2 separate regions of the Mus musculus genome follow, and region 2 is linked to region 1. The links are chromatin contacts, called in public Hi-C maps. All regions are on one chromosome and are shown on one strand. The core of a region is the stretch at or near the end of the contact, and the rest is flanking DNA. Distances in the headings are between cores, read along the strand shown.

The links. A called contact is a pair of places that touch in the nucleus more often than the background predicts.
Region 2: a contact with region 1 is called in a Hi-C map of the AML12 cell line, with 2.8 times the contacts expected there. The contact joins two enhancer-like sites. A contact is called at or near these places in 53 of 484 Hi-C or Micro-C datasets (3T3-L1-derived adipocytes, the AML12 cell line, the Ba/F3 cell line and 41 more) and 6 of 115 datasets of contacts at active chromatin or transcription factors (cardiomyocytes, embryonic basal ganglia, embryonic fibroblasts and 3 more).

The regions. Positions count from the first base shown.
Region 1 is chr6:134,657,763-134,661,273 of GRCm38.p6, reverse strand. All of the region lies in intron 2 of Borcs5 (BLOC-1 related complex subunit 5), which reads right to left. Among named protein-coding and RNA genes, the nearest start is that of Borcs5, 19 kb to the right of the region's middle. Within about 2 kb of position 1,748, at least 30 of the 459 cell types and tissues checked have an H3K27ac peak or open chromatin away from gene starts, as enhancers often do. A contact at or near this core is called in the G1E-ER4 cell line, where this site is marked.
Region 2 is chr6:134,773,112-134,776,622 of GRCm38.p6, reverse strand. All of the region lies in intron 1 of Dusp16 (dual specificity phosphatase 16), which reads left to right. Among named protein-coding and RNA genes, the nearest start is that of 1700055D16Rik, 17 kb to the left of the region's middle. Within about 2 kb of position 1,857, at least 43 of the 459 cell types and tissues checked have an H3K27ac peak or open chromatin away from gene starts, as enhancers often do. A contact at or near this core is called in the G1E-ER4 cell line, where this site is marked.

The sequences.
Region 1 (3,511 bases), core at 499-2,998:
GGCTAATCACCAACTCACTGAGCGTTTGAAGTGGGAGTCAACAAAGCATGGTCCAAAGGCCGAATCTTACTCCTTTGGGCTGTTATAAGTCAGGTTACATAGGAATACAGTCACGCTCATTCTTTCATCCATCACCTGTGGTTGCTCTTATAACAAGGGCCAGAGAACCTGCAAAGCCTAAACTACCACCACGCCTTTAAAGAAAATGTTTGCCAACACCCGACCTAAAGCAAAAGGCAGGAACAGTCAGATAGAGTGCATTTACAGCACACAGGAAGACTGTGTGACAGCAAGCACAAAAGATACAAAGAACCTGGCGTGTGCTCTCGGGAGATCCAGGGGCCAGAAGTGGGAGCAGCATGCCCTACAAGGCTATCTCAAATAAGGAGGAGGAGATGTGTACTGAGAGCCTCGGATAACCATGGCTTAAATCTTAATGTAAAAGTTTAAAGGCCCCAGTAAAGATTAAAAACAAGACAATAAAAAGGCATAACCCTGAAGCACCCAGAAAAGGGGAAATGAAAAAAGAAAATCAAAATTTATTCAACCAAACTGAAATTAAACAGTGATAAAGATAGTATTTGAAGAGAGAAATTTGGAAGTGGGGTGAGACAAGGTCTTACTCTGTAGTGCAGGCTGGCCTTGAACCTGTGATCCTCTGAGCAGGGATGAGGTTCATTCGAGACAGTGTTGTCTAGCATGCATGAAGGCCTGAGACTGAGTCCTAGCACCACACAGAATGAGGTATGATGGTGCGTGTCTGAAATCCCAGCACTTTGGAGGTGGATGGCTACACAGTGAGTTCAAGGTAAGCCTGGGCTACATAAGAGCCTGTCTCAAGAAAACAAAAACAAAATAACTTTAGATGTTAAACACAAGAAATAGTTCAGTATTGGGAGCTGGAGAGATGGCTCAGTGGTTAAGAGCACTGACTGCTCTTCTGAAGGTCCTGAGTTCAATTCCCAGCAACCACATGGAAAGAGACAAGGTGTGGGGGTTCATAGGGATGAGAGGGGGATGAGAGGGTACAGAGAGGAATTAAGAGAATACATCATATACATGTATGAAACTTATCAAAGAACTGACAATAAACAAAATAAATGGCTCCATCTACACCCAGTAACCAGAAACTCAGGTTCAATGTTACCCAGACTCAAGGCAGGACCAAGGATAACCTGCAAAATGAAGATCATTTCACTTAGGTCTTCTCACCTCTTGATTTCTACTTAGATCATTGCATCCAACCTATTTTCCTCCCATCCTGCTGACAGGGTCTCCCAGTTTGGGCTGGCTCTCCTGAATCCACGCAATTGTGGTTTCCAGCTCATCCACTAGTTTCTTTCTAGTGCTAAGTAGGATTTTTATTCCATTTCCTGGACATGTGGTATTTTACTTATCCACTCACCAGCAGACAGATATTTAAAATGCCTCCAATAAACACAATTATTTCTTTGAGCACAGTGATAAACTGAAAAGAGTTTCCTACATACACAATGTAAGGTCACGCTAGAGTTTCCTCTGGTCAGACGTTTTTTCCTTTCCTGTCTTGCTAAACACTAAAGGAGGCAATTACAGATGACTGTCATGTCACAGAACATGTATGCTTTCCAGCTAACTTGCATTTGAAATGAGCTGTGACCTGGTTCTAAACGGAGATCCAGATGCTCGGGAGCCCATGTTCCTAACACTGGGCACAGGGTACAGACACTTCCGCAGCCAGCTGTTTTATTCTAGTGACATCTAGTGGCAAAAGTGTTGTCACTTTTAGATGGCTCAGAGGGTTAGGATACCGGCCTCCAAACCTGAAGACTTGAGACTGATCCCAAAGACCCAAAGTCCAATAGCAAGTTTCCAAAATCACACGCCTTTAAAAAACAAACAAGCAAAAAGGAAAAAAAACAAAAACAAAAACCGTCTGGGGCTGAGGAACGAAAGCAGCTCTGTGCTACAGCACTTGCTGAGTAAGCCTGAGGAACCCCTAGCTCCACAAAGCAATCATCACTAAAATCATTACTGAATAATCTAAATTTTGTGACAATAAGTAGAATTCAAATTTACCATCTTCAAATTAGTTTATCCAATACATGGCCCATGCACCCATTCAAGGTCACTTAAAATGCTAGTGTAACACACTCCTTATATCCCAGTCCCTGAAAGTGACTCTGAAGCCAGGGCCTGACCACCAGCAGTTTTTAAGTTTCACCTGGTAACCTGTTAAACATTTTGGAAATAATTTCAGATTGCACCAGACAGTGATCACACATGTCTTTATTTCCAGCACTTGAGAAGCAGAGGAGGCAGATCTCTGAGTTTAAGGCCAGCCTGGTCTACACAGCAAGTTCTGAGACAGCTAGGACTACACAGAGAAACCCTGTCTTGAACCCCCTCCTACCCAAAGACGTTATATATTGAGCATCCTTTCTTCAAAAACCTGAAATGCTCTAAAATGTGAAACTTTTTGAACTCGGTGTCAGTGCTCAGAAGTTTCAGATTTCAAAACACCTAAAGCCTATGAAAATACCCCAAACCTAAAACATTAATATCCCAAGGCATTTAGAATAAGGCGTGCTCAGTCCACACTCGCAAGATGACCAGAGGTTCTTCCACACTCTTCTCATTCTCGGCAACCTTTACGTCTCAGAATAGCTTGTCTTCCCTTAGGTTCCCCACATCTGTGAGCCCTTACCATGTGCTGCCATGACAGGCCCTCCCACCCCCTTGTTTTTTACACCAGGGACTCTTCGTGGGCCATAACCGTGGTTCTGCTTTTGTATCTCTAGCCTAAAGATAGCTGTGAACAAAAAGAATAAATACATTTGTCTAGATGGATGAATAAATATTTTAGACAGCAGAGTTCTAAATCTAGGATGTGACTGACTCCCTTCTGTTCAGGAGTTAAGAACTTTATCCACAATCAACTCTGCATTCTGTAAGACTGTTACCAATCAAGCTGTCCAATCATCAGTTAAAATCTGAGACGTGGAAAGGACTTTTTTTTTTTTCAATTCTGGAAATATTTATAAAGCCTCACCTTTCCTAAATTGACATTTCACTTCTAGTTGCTAGTATGCTTAAAAGTAGAAGTATAGAGCCGGGCGTGGTGGCGCACGCCTTTAATCCCAGCACTTGGGAGGCAGAGGCAGGCGGATTTCTGAGTTCGAGGCCAGCCTGGTCTACAAAGTGAGTTCCAGGACAGCCAGGGCTACACAGAGAAACCCTGTCTCGAAAAACCAAAAAAAAAAAAAAAAAAAAAAAAAAAGTAGAAGTATAAAGAGGGTTTTTGAAAAGTAAAAAAACTTAAAAGGACTGACTGAATTTTATACAGTCTACCCTTATGTATTCAGGCTGTCACAAACTACTAACAAAGACGAGCTTCAGAGAAAATAAATACATCTCTTATTGTCATACCTCAGCAATATTTTAACTAGCTCAGATAGGAATATTGTTTACAGTGACATGGCTCCACATACTTAGGTTTAAATTCAGAATATAGCACAAATTACAAATGTAA
Region 2 (3,511 bases), core at 608-3,107, 120 kb before region 1:
TTTTTTTTTATTGTATTGTTAAGATTGTATTTGAGCTGAGATACAAAGCTTGTCATATTATTTATTTGTCTTTGATGTTCCTTCTGGGTCACGTTGTGACCAGTTGAAACCGATGGCTTACGAGAGGTTGGAGGGTCATCCAGCCGCAGGGCCACAGGTGCCATGGCACCCTTGATGAAACTTGTTTGTGTCCACACATGCTCAGGTTACTTTCTACTTTACCACATGAACCCCTAGGTGGTAAAGTAATCCATATGTTGTTATTTTCTACACATCCAACTGTGGAAGCCTCCAGAATCTGTTTCTTTTGAGGTTTAGGTTGAGGCCTAGCCTTCATATCTAGATTCACAGTATTTAAGACAGTGAGCCAGGTGTGATGTTCTAGACCTTTTTTTTTTTTTTTTTTTTTTGGCTTTTTCGAGACAGGGTTTCTCTGTGTAGCCCTGGCTGTCCTGGAACTCACTTTGTAGACCAGGCTGGCCTCGAACTCAGAAATCCGCCTGCCTCTGCCTCCCGAGTGCTGGGATTAAAGGCGAGCGCCACCACGCCCGGCCCCTCACTTTTTTTTTTTTTAAAGATTTATTTATTTATTATATGTAAGTACACTGTAGCTGTCTTCAGACACTCCAGAAGAGGGAGTCAGACCTTGTTATGGATGGTTGTTAGCCACCATGTGGTTGCTGGGATTTGAACTCCAGACCTTTGGAAGAGCAGTCGGGTGCTCTTACCCACTGAGCCATCTCACCAGCCCTGTTCTAGACCTTTAATTCCACCACTTGGGAGGCAGAGAGAGGCAGGTAGAGCCCAGCCTGTTCTACAGAGTGAGTTCCAGGACAGCCAGGGCTGTTACACAGAGAACCCTGTCTTGACAGGAAGTTAATGAAGTTTTCTTCGTGGAGCCAGCTATGTATGAAATGTCAAGCTGGGTGTTTTGTTTTGTTGTTGTTGTTGTTTTTAATTTCTCTAAAATAAAATTTTACTTTAAAATGTTTTATCTTAAAAGTTTATTTATATTATTATTATTATTGTTGTTTTGGTTTTCAAGATGGCGTTTCTCTGTGTAGCCCTGGCTGTCCTAGAACTTGCTTTGTAGATCAGGCTGACCTCCAACTCACAGAGATCCACCTGCTTCTGCCTCCTAAGTGCTGGGATAAGAGGTGTGTGCCACCACCGCCTGACGAGTAAAAAAAAAATTTAATGTTGATAGAACACCGAACCCATCGGTAACTATGTCAAAATGGTCGTAACAGTTGTGCTTACTTGATATAATAGCAACATATCAGACCTTGACAGACGCCCCACCCCGACCCCCCAAAAGGAAACACCACAGAAAATGAATTAATAGTAAAGGCTTAACCTTAAAATGCTAGAGGCCCTGTTTTTAGTTGTGAAGGGAGAACTATAAAGAGGAACAAGGGAGAGAAGAGGAGACGACAGCGTTTTAGAACAAAGGGAAAACACAGAAACTGAGTTTGATGAGAGGATGGAAAACATTACAGGGAAAAGATGAACGATGACAAGGAACCAAAAGCTCAGGCAGCATCCTTGGCTCTGCCAGGGTCTGCGTCTTGTGCTGTCCTGTTCTTCTGCCCTGGCCCTGGCCCTGCCACTCTATGGTTCTCCGGTGGTGTAGCTTCCTCATGTTATTAAATTCTCAGCACCCACTGCAAATGTGTGCATGCATGCGTGTGTGCTGCTTGTGTAGACAGATGTAGTGATGTTAGAGTTCGTATAGCCTAGGTCCCTAGGGTGGGTGAACAGTGGTGCTGCTCATCTTTCTCTGCTCATGACCTCCTTTTATCCTGAGACTTGCAGAGAAATGGCAATAGTTGTTTCAGATCAAGCCTTGGGGATCTCCAGCCATAGAAGGGATGATTTGGCTTGCCTGTTGTGGCCCCAGAGGATAGATATGTGAGGCTATAAACTGTGACACTTACATGACTGCTTGGTGATCAGTACATTTCTGGCACCTTTCTGTTCCAACACTTTTTAAATCCTAAGATATACTCACAGTGGCATCTTTATGTTACTAGTGAAAGAATCTTAGATGTCATTCAGTTCCTCACTTTACCTGTTATACAAACACAGGCTTGGGAGTGTCTATTGGCATGTTTTATATGGCCTTCTGAGCAGTTTGGTAAAGTTGAAATTAGGAACAAGGTCTCCTGAGTCCTGTCCATTTTACATCATGAAATCCTCACATTTATTTAATTTTTTTCTGAATTCTTAAGATTCGTTTTGGTTGGAATCTGCAAAGAAACTGAGTCTGCCTGAGTTGTGTGTGCTTGGTGCAGAAACCTAGAGAAGGGAATTGTGAGTGCTTGTGTGTGTGTGTGTGTGTGTGTGTGTGTGTGTGTGTGTGTGTGTGTGTGTGATAACAGTTTTGTAGCTCCTGCTTTCACTGCGCAGGCTGAGCGAGGGGCCAACAGTTACCCCTGGGCCTGGCTGACATCCCATTTTTTGAGGCCCCAGAGTTATTTTTAGCCCCAGGGCCTTGGAAGCAGGTGTGGTCTGTTCTTGAAGGCCACGCCTGGAACCTGTTCAAGCCTTGTTGTGCTTGTCTTCTTAGGAGCTGACAATGGTGACCTAAGCCTACTGGTTTACCTTGCCAGAGGAATTTGCATCTTTTTGGTGAGGAATGAGAAGTCATACTTTATTACATTTGTGATTATTTAAGCAGGTTTGCTTTGGAAACTTTTAATACTTGAAATATATTTTATTTTATTTTAAGAGTAGTACAATATTAACTAACAAAAATATCAGAATAAGTCCCTTATTTATAGAAGGACTCTTTGTATTAAAAAGCATGCCCCAACTGATATGTTTTAAAATTCAGGTTTTTAGTCACAAGTCACAATTGAACTTTTAATTTTCTAGGCATCTGAGATATAGTTCAGTGCTATAGACAATGTGTTTAGCGTGCATAAGGTTCTGTCACCAGTAAGCACACACACACACACACACACACACACACACACACACACACACACCTTGAGGATGATAGGCAAGTGCTCTTTACCTTACTATAAATATTCTTTTTTTCTTTTTAAAGATTTATTTGTTTTATATATGTGAGCACACTGTCATTCTCTTCAGACACTCCAGAAGAGGGCATCAGATCCCATTACAGATGGTTAAGAGCAGCCAGTGCTCTTAACCTCTGAGCCATCTCTCCAGCCCCACAGTAAATATTCTTTACAGGTTCTTTTGTGAAGCAACAGCTGGACTTTCACCTCTCAGAGATTAACATCAGTTTTCATATATATATATATATATATATATATATAAAATCTTCTGTTCTGCCACTCACTCTCCACCTTTTTTAAAATCAGCCCTGCCAAGAAATATAGCAAGATTGTGTGATATCATTTGCTAATGTTTCTCTCCTTCTCTCCTTCCTCCCTCCCTCCCTCCCTCCCTCCCTCCCTCCCTTCCTTCCTTCCTTCCTTCCTTCCTTCCTTCCTTCCTTCCTTCCTTCCTTCCTTCCTTCCTTCCTTCCTTCCTTCCTTCC